Regions from separate parts of the Sus scrofa genome. Here region 1 is linked to region 2. The links are chromatin contacts, called in public Hi-C maps. All regions are on one chromosome and are shown on one strand. The core of a region is the stretch at or near the end of the contact, and the rest is flanking DNA. Distances in the headings are between cores, read along the strand shown.

The links. Hi-C and Micro-C count contacts between places; a contact is called where the count stands out from the background.
Region 1: a Hi-C map of embryonic fibroblasts shows a contact between it and region 2, with 1.5 times the contacts expected there. The contact joins two enhancer-like sites. A contact is called at or near these places in 2 of 47 Hi-C or Micro-C datasets (embryonic fibroblasts and subcutaneous adipose tissue).

What each region holds. Positions count from the first base shown.
Region 1 is chr9:27,574,230-27,579,214 of Sscrofa11.1, reverse strand. No RefSeq gene overlaps it. Among named protein-coding and RNA genes, the nearest start is that of CEP57, 240 kb to the left of the region's middle. Within about 2 kb of position 3,629, at least 5 of the 83 cell types and tissues checked have an H3K27ac peak or open chromatin away from gene starts, as enhancers often do. A contact at or near this core is called in embryonic fibroblasts, where this site is marked.
Region 2 is chr9:27,392,155-27,396,862 of Sscrofa11.1, reverse strand. No RefSeq gene overlaps it. Among named protein-coding and RNA genes, the nearest start is that of MIR7143, 88 kb to the right of the region's middle. Within about 2 kb of position 1,677, at least 4 of the 83 cell types and tissues checked have an H3K27ac peak or open chromatin away from gene starts, as enhancers often do. A contact at or near this core is called in embryonic fibroblasts, where this site is marked.

The DNA of each region.
Region 1 (4,985 bases), core at 2,380-4,879, 180 kb before region 2:
TTCTGCCATCTTTCAAACCTGTCCTCAAGGTCTCCTACAACCCTCTGTGGGAAGGATCCGGCCACCTCATACATGACCAGAAGGGACCTCAAAATTTATTGAGTGTGGAGCTATAGTGGTAATGGAAGGATCTAAACTAAACTTTTAAAAAGTTCTAGAAGATTTTATATTTTGATGTCTCCTGAAAAGACACTTATGTTCTGGAGTTCCGGTCATAGCACAGTGGAAACCAATCCGACCGGAAACCATGAGGTTGCAGGTTCAATCCCTGGCCTCACTAAGTAGGTTAAGGAGCCGCTGTTGCCGTGAGTTGTGCTGTAGGTCACAGACATGGCTCGGATCTTGTGTTGCTGTGGCTGTGGTGTAGGCTGGCAGCTGTAGCTCTGATTCAACCCCTAGCCTGTGATCCTCCATATGCCGTGGGTGTGGCCCTAAAAAGACAAAAAAAAAAAAAAAAGGCACTTATGTTCTGTGAGGAAGACAGAATTGGTCCTCTGGAAAACTCACCAGAAAATGAGGCAAAAGACTTTGTTACGCGACTTTGCCAAGAACTGACACAAAGTCACATATGTAAGCATGTCCTTTGTGTAGGGTTTATAACACATCAGCTGTAAGGAAAGGACTGAGTTCCCTGGCCGCCTCACAGAGGACAGTCAGAGAACAATTTATTCAACACACTATTAGGAATTATCAAGGTGGCCCACTCCATGACACTTTTCCCAAGGCAGAGCCCTAAAAAGTAACAGCTGCCCAGCTACCACCCTTCCACGCCAAAAAAAAAAAAAAAAAAAAGCTGAATTTCCATGGGAACAGGCAGAAAATGTCTGATGTTCTGTGGGGTGGTATACTCAAGGATGTGAAAATAGACTTACCAGGTGAATGCAGGGGTGAGTCTACATTCCAGACAGAGGAGCAGCCCATGCAAAGGTCTGGATGTGTGATGGGGCCCAGCTTGTTTGGCAAGTCTGGAGCAAATGGTGTAGTGAGGAAATTGTGAGAGAAGGGAGGCCTGGACTTCTCATAGAAAGTAGAAGCCATTCTATTGATCACAGTGGTGGCTGGCTCCTTTTCTCCCCTCCCTTTGCCCTGTCTCCCCTTCTGATACCAGCAGTGCCTTTGACACTATAAAGACAGCTGCCCAGCAACCATTGTTCTTTTTTTAGCGATAACAGCCCCATTTCCACTGGAGAATCATCTATTTCTCAGTCTTTTTTTTTTTTTTTCTTTCTTTCTTTTTTTCTGGGCCACAGGTGTGGCATATAAGTTCCCAGGCCAGGGGTTGAATTGGAGCTACAGCTGCCAGCCTACACCACAGCCACAGCAACACCGGATCCGACCTGTGTCTGCAACCTATACCGCAGCTCATGGCAACGCTGGATCCTTAACCCACTGATTGAGGCCAGAGATCAAACTCACATCCTCGTGGATACTAGTGCATTCACTTCCACCAAGGCAAAACTGGAACTCCCATTTCCCAGTCTTCCACATGTTTTGAGTGCAGCCAGGCCTCTCTCCTAACTGTGCGGGGGAGGCACGTGAGCCAGAACCAGCCAATCAGAACACGACAATTTTCTGGCTGCTGTAATTGGTTTAGGAATGAGCATGTGACTCAAGTTGGATCATTATGACCTAGTGCCAGGAGTTTTGCTGCATTTTTGGAGAAAATGCACTCTCTTGTGACACTATCCCTGGGGTAAGAGAACTGTTAGTGATTTTTGCCACCACTTGGAGCAATGACCTAAGAATGAAACCATTGCTGGGGATAACAGAACTAAGGGATGGTGAAAGACAACATACATTTTCTGAGCACCTGGATCTAGCTACATTACACTTGAAGTCAACTCAGCCCCTTGTGTTTTTTTGCTTTTGTATAGTAACATGGAACAATAAGCCCTTTTGACAATGAGATATATATTGCTTGCAAACAAAGGGGCTTCTGAGGCCCTAGCCCCTGTCACTTCAGCGACTCACAGAGTCTTGGGGCATTTATTAACTGGATTTGACTCAAGGACCGGAGTCTTGGCAATTTTCAAATGTTCCAAGGGGGCCAGTTGCTCAAATAGGAAATGTTGGACTGCCATGGATCCAAAGACCCTTAGCTACTCTGGCTCCCCACCCTACGTGGGCTTCTTAATAAATGAATGTGCCTCTTTCATATTGAAAGAGAACTGTCTAACTCTGAGGCTAGGTGGTATAGCCTTTAATGACGAGGTCTCTCTTGAAGACTCAACAGCTCAAGGAGTCCTGTTAGTTTCCACCATGCCATGTGGCCACCTTGGTCTAAGCAGTTGCCGTTTAATTTACACATTCTAATTTCTTTGTCTTGCCATAATATATCACTGTTCCTGCTAGAATATCCCACCCACTGGCCAATGCTTGTTATCACTCAAGTCTGCCCAGTCATTGTAGCTAAAGAGGTAAAGAGAATTTGGAATCATACAGACCTCAGTTCAAGTCTGTTTTCAGCAAATGTTCGCTACCTGAATTTGGACAGTTACTTAGCCTCTATGAGCTTCAGTTTCTTCACCTATAAAAAGGGACTAATAATTAATACCTAACTCAAAGAATTGTTTGCATTCAATGAAATTTCAACAACAATGATAATGGCAATGTATCAAGCCTGTCCTTCAAGTTCACCATAATCTAACTTCCACTTACTTTTTCCAATCTTCTCTCTATTCTCCCTTCTCCATCGCCATATGAACTCGGTTGCAGCCACATAGATTCAGTGATCACACTTGAATGTGCTTTGCATAGCGCCATTGTTGTGGCTTTAGTTCTATAGTTCCTTTCACCTAGAATATCCTATGGTCCATCTTCAAGACCAACCTTGAGTCTTACCTCTCCTATGCATCCTTCTTTTGCAGGTCAGCTCCTTACTCTTTGATCTTCTGGAGAATTTCTGATTGAATACACTATAATCTTGTATTGGATTTTTGCTTTTGCTGTAAACTTGTGTCCCCATCTAAACCTCTTTGTATCCTCCCCTACCCAACGTCTTAAAACACAGATGATTCTCAATGAATATTTGCTGAATGCTTTATCTCCCTCTCAATCATTTGTTATTGGATAACACTGAAATTCTAAAAAGTAAATTTAAAAAGAGGATCTATCTCCCCAGCTCTGTAACTCCCACAAAAGTCTGTACAGCTTGAGTTCAGACCTGTCTTCTGCTTTTGAATTTGCAATTGGAAACATATGGTGATTTGGAAGCCAGCCATTTTTTTCTTTCATTTTTTCCCCCTCTCTCTAAAGAAACCTTTAAAACCTCACTAAATATGTCAAGGAACAGCAATTAAAATGTCAAAAAATAGTAATATTGCTTATTGCAAAACACACACACACACACCATTGCTGGTGTGTTTATAAAGTTCCAAGTTGAAAAAAACAAGTGCTAATTTTAGATTTTGGTTTTTTCCTTTAAGTCATAATAAGAAAAAACACAAACATCGACTGAAACCCCAATGCACAAAACCTCTTAGTCATACCCACCAGGCACTTTCAAAAACCAATTTTCAAGAGAAAGGATTCTAATTCTTAGTTCATTGAATCATGAATCCTGCTACCCTGATGAATAGAAGGAATTGAAAGCACCACTAATGGAATCTTGTGGTTTAGTCTTAGATGGGAAAGTAAAAAAATGGGAGCTATGTTTTGCATGTTGTTTTCTAACTCATTCTCCACCTCACTGACACCCTACAGTGCTGAAGACTCCATAGTTCATAACCCCAAAGAGAATGAGCCACTTCACTTCTCATCGGTAGCAATGCCAATTTTTGCATCCTGATAATCACCACAGCAATTGGTGTTGAATCATGTATTGATATTTTGACTTCACTTGGGAAATCACCAATCAGTACTGATGAGTCATTCTTAACAAAGCTCTGGCTTTCTAAACTTTCGGGTAAGAATAGGTCAGTTTTCAGTGCAGTGATGGAAGACAGAATAGGGGAGGGGAGGGTCAGTGTATCTTAATTGTCTCGCTTCCCACAGGCAGAATTCCTGACTCCTGGACCACTTAGATTCAGTGATCACACCTGAATGTCCCCAAAGCAGGGCTGCCTCCTCCAGATCATCTCAGGACACTGACATCTTCAGGCCCTTAGTGTTTGTTTCCTCTTTTCCCCGAATCCTTGTAAGTATTATCAAGTGTTTTGAAACCAAGGCAAACAAAACCTACAAAGCGATGTCTGTGTGTCATGTGATCATTGTCCTTTACATCTTTAATGGAACAAGATTTTTTTTTCTTTTTAGGTCCACACCTGTGGCACATGGAAGTTTCCAGGCTAGGGTCGAATCGAAGCTGCAGCTGCCAGCCTACCCCACAGCCACAGCAGCTTGCAGCAATGCCAGATCCTTAAGCCACTGAGTGAGGCCAGGGATTGAACCCGCATCCTCATGGATACTAGTCAGGTTCTTAACCTGCTGAACTACAACAGGAACTTTTTTTTTTTTTAAACTGTAATCACTGGGACTTCAGTGATGGGAGATCTCCATCACTAGACAAACCATTATTCAAAACCCAGTCCAAATATCAGATTCTTTGTGAGACCTTCCTTGACCACCTGAGTCCCCTGAGCCTTCTCTCCTCTCAACCCTTAGAAAACTTGATGATCCTTCATTTGTTATTTACTATGAACTTCATTACTTTTCATGCGGGCAGACCTCCCCAAATAAAGTGCCAATGTCTTGTCTTATTTTAGTGTGGTGTTTAAGGGAACCCTGGAGCCAGACAACCTGGGCTCCGTTGTGGCTCCACCACTTCCTGGGCATGGCATTGAGCTAGTTACATAACCTTCTGGGCCTCACTTTCTTTATCTATGAAATGAGGATAAGAGTATCTACCTTATATAAATATAATGAATATTAAAGGAATGAATGAATGATTGAATAGGACATGCTTGGAACAGGCCTGGGAAATAGTAAACACTAAATCATGTTATACATGAACTTTTTCAGTACTTCTTACAGAAGTCTATAACATA
Region 2 (4,708 bases), core at 428-2,927:
CAGCCAAGGATCCATCCTTCCACATTCCGCAGGGGTTGGTAGCTAGACACGGGCTCTAGCCCTCAAGTGTGAGCCCTCCTCACCACTCCAGCTCAGATCACTTCCGTGGTCACTCTCCCAGGCAGCTGAGCAAATACACTATCACCCTTGTCCTCAGGGTCACTTCAGATATTTGAATCATCTTTCTCAAGAACTGTTCTAGACAAAGACATCAAAGTCCAACTTCCCCAGGATGATCCTAGCTGTTCTCACCTGCCGTTCCCTTCCCACAGTTACTCATGCTTTGGTCCAGCTACACTATCCAGTGTTTCTGGACCATGGTCCAAAGCTTGCTGCTACTGACTCTTGCTCTTGCCCCTCCCTCTGGAGCATCCTTCTTTCCCATTTCTTGACTTCGAGGCTGTAATGTCCTATCCATCTTTCAGTGGCCATCTCAGTGCTATGTTCTTCACAAAATCGTTCAGAATTTCCCCCATCTGATGTGATTTTGGTATCTTTCTCATTTCACACTTCCCATAGTATTTGGCCTCTTTTTGTTGTTGTTGTTGTTTGCTTTTTAGGGCCACACCAGCAGTATATGGTAGTTCCCAGGCTAGGGGTCAAATTGGAGCTAAAGCTGCCACCCTACACCACAGCTCATGGCAAAGCCAGATCCTTAACCTACTGAGTGGGACCAGGAATCCAACCCGCATCCTCATGGATACTAGTTGGGTTTGTTACTACTGAGCCACAATGGAAATGCCAATATTGGCCATCTTATGTGACGTTTCCCAAAACTGCCTATGATATTGTAATCATCTTAGGGCAGAATCCATGTCTCATCCAAATGTTTAACCCCTTAACTAGGGCCCAGGATGCTGACCCAGGATATAGGCTCAAGTCCTATGAAACTGGATGTCCTGACACAGCACATCTATCTCACCAACCTATACGAATGCTTTTTCTGTTCTCTGTTCCTGTGGGAAAAATAAAGACTTCAGTAGAGCTAGAGGAGCTAATTAGTTTGCCTTGGATAAGTCAGCTTGGAGAACAGAGGGTGCACAGAATCCGCTATAGCCTGAGGGTAAACTGCTGGCCGTGCAGATGTGCTGACATCTTGCGGGGGGTGTTGCTGAGGAATGCGGCTGTGCTTGTGCTCAGTGCACAGAGTACTTTAAAGATGGTTCACAGCCAGGTTTCTTGGCCATGCCAGGAATTTGAAGTCAGTGTGGTTTCCAGGCAATCTGACCAGAAACAGAATAGTGGGAAGTGGTTTTATGCCATGCTTTGCTAAAAAATGCTACCGACCAGTAGAGTCCAAAAATAGACACAAGATAAGACCCTGAAACTGGAATGATCTTGAAATCCAAGCCAGGAAACCAGCTAGACTCATCAGAAGAGAGAAAAAAGATGGCTCTGCTCCATTCAGCCTGGATACAATATTTTATGTTCTACCATATCTTCAAATTTCTGTATCCTTAGGTACAAAGGATGATGATCTAAACAGGAATATAGAAGTTTCTAGCTTGGGGATCTACATGAAATAGCTAGGTAACCTTGGGCACATCACTCTAGGACCCATTTTCCAAACTTTAAGTTCTGATCACCTGAGATCAACTTTGGAAATGCTATATCTGATCTTAGTTACATTACCAGTTCATACGGAGCCTGGCATCTCCTCTTGGTCACTCATTCCTCAAGTATTTCCTCCCCTTGGCTTTTTTCTTTTATTCATACCAGACTTGCCACCTTTTTTCCCAGCGTGCTAGAACTCTCCAGGGCTGCGAAGGCCAACCCCATAAACTCTGTATCCAGCTACAAATCCACTGGGAAGTCTCTTCCTTTCGGGGACTCTTCAGATTGACCTTCAACACCATGAAGTTGTTTCTGAGTTTCAAAAGAGCAAGAAGAGAAGGGACTCCATGCCCAGGCATTTCATATAAGGGGAAAGATCCTCCCGCCCTTTCCTCTTAATAACAAAATACAGGGATGCTCAGTCCTGGGAAGATGCTGGCTCTCCACAGGGATTTGACATCAGCGTGAAAATCTACCTGGTTAAAAGATAGTCTCACTTATATGTAAAATATTATGATGAAATGAAATAAGATTTCACCACCTAAGGACATGGATGATATATTTTTCAATATGTCTGCTTTGATAAATTGCATTATAGGGAGGTATTTAACTTTTAAGTGAAGCAAATGCTAATTTGGGTGACAACAAATAACTAAAAGAAAAAAAGCAGCACAGGGGTTCACAAGAGTGAGGGGTTTTTTCTGTTGTTTTTTTTTTTTTTTTTGCTTTTCTTTTTTTAAGGAAGCAATTGGTTTATTACAACGTTGAAACATCGTTTTTTACAAACGGCAAGCACTAACATTTTTTGAATGCCTGGTTACCTGCTTGGACTTGTGGTAATTGCTTTTGCTATGTGATACTACTTAATAGCCACAAGAGTTATGTTTTCAATCCCATGTTGAAGCTGGTAAACTAAAACAAACACTCAAGCCCATGCCTATCTGACTTCAGAATCTCTGTTCTCTTTTTCCACACCACATTATAATTCCAGAATGTAGCTTGAAGAGGTCTTAGATTTCAACCAACCATTCTCCTTCCTTAATGCTCAACCCTGCTGAGGGCAGACTATTTTTATATCACCGTCAAGCTAGTTCTGTCCTCTGCCTAGTGTCCTACACGGAGGACTTTCCTTTACATTCGTTGATAACCCACTTCAAGGGCTAAAAGCCTTAATGACAGAATATTGGATAGAGTTCCCTGTGCTGCATAGCAGGTCTCTGTTGGCCAATTACTCCATATACCACAGTGTGCATATGCCAATCCCAATGCCAATCCCAAACCTGGAGTCCCTCCCTCCCCACATGTCCACTTTGGCAACACTAAGTTTGTTTTCAAAGTCTGTGCCTCTGTTTCTGTTCTGCAAATAAGTTCACTTGTATCCTTTTTTTAGATTCCACATGTAGGTGATGTTGTATGATGTTTTCTTTCTGTCTAAATTATATTCTGTGATAATCTATATGGGGAAAGAATCTGAAAAAGAATGGATGAGTCTATATGTAGAATTGAATCACTGGTATAGCAGAAATTATCACGACATTGTAAATTAACTACAATAAAATGTTTTTTTAAAAAAAAATTTAAATAAATAACGCTTTACCTCTAAAAAAAAAATCCTAATCATCAAAGAAAAAAAAGTCTTTATTATGAACAGGAATTTCCATAAATACCTAAATCCCTTTTGGTGCTAATGCAACTCAGTATTTTGTCACTCTCCGGTGTGATTCATTTATACATTCATTCCTAGCTGCCCGAAACATACTTTCCAACCTTAAATCTTACTGCCCTCTTTCATGAATGTGTTAATTAAGATTCTTTGGTCTTAAAATAGCAAAAGAAACTCAAACTAGCATTGGTGGAAAAGGAAAAGGCTCTGAGCGTTTGAAAGAAGGACTTGGTCTAGCTTGCAGAAGGTTCTGGATCCAGGAATGAGAGCTTCCTCGACTTTCTCCATTTCTTACATCTTTCTTTTCTATATATATTTCAACTTGTTACTATATATACTTTTCTATATATGCTTAATTCCTCCATGTTCTGCACACCCCTCCCCTGAGTCCCCTAAGCCTAAACGGGGCAGCCTACACAGCCCATGGTCACATAGTCCAGGCTCAGTCACCCCCAAAAGTCAAAATATCCTAGCACCAAGTTCTCTCTTTCCAGACATGAGGCTCTAAATGGCCCCGCCGTGGTTTCTTTCTTTCCTTTTTTTTTTTTTTTAATGATTTCTATTTTTTCCATTGTAGTTGGCTTACAGTGTTTTGCCAATTTTCTGCTGTACAGCAAAGTAACCCAGTCATTCACACATTCTCTTTCTTACATCATCCTACATCCTATTCCATTATAAGTGACTGGATATAGTTCCCGGTGCCATACAGCAGGATCTCATTGCTTATCCATTCCAAAGGCAATATTTGCATCTATTAACCCCAGATTCCCAGTCCATCCCACTCCTCCCCTCCCCCTTGGCAACCACAAGTTTATTCTCCAAGTCCATGAGTTTCTTTTCTGTGGAAAGGCTTATTTGTGCTGTATATTAGATTCCAGATATAAGTGATATCATATGGTATCAGCAGTGTCCAGGTAGGGGAAACTGTCCAGACCCAGCATCTGCACAGCAATTAGTGCTGGGCCCAACAGGTGGTCCAAGAGTTCACCAGGAGCCACTCTGCTGTGAGGTGAAGGAGGGATGCAGTTCAACGAGAATTAAGAGCTGAGCAGACCCCCTAAACGGTGTCCTCTGTGCTGCAGACAAAGTAAAGCTCACTGGACCTGCAGTTGCCCTGCCTCTCCTTCTCCGCCTGTTTTCCCCACCCCCCACCCCACCTGTCACATCAGAATCTAACCCCTGGAGGCCAGTTCCAATGACTGCAGCCTTGCAACGTCATCATTTTTCCTACACCTGTTTCCTCTTCCCTATCAGGCTCAAGGTTGCCTGAGAGCTGAAGGCATGGCTAATTCATCTACAAATGCTCATAAATTCAGTGAAAATATTTAATGGAAGATAGATGAATAAATGAATAATTTCAGAGAAGATCTTTTCTTTGCCGTTAAAAGACAGTTTTGATTTTACTTCTCAGCTTCACTGCTTTCTCTTTCCTGAGATAAACTTATTCTTTCCCCTTTAACTGTCTCTCTTGAGGTCCATTTTAAAATACTG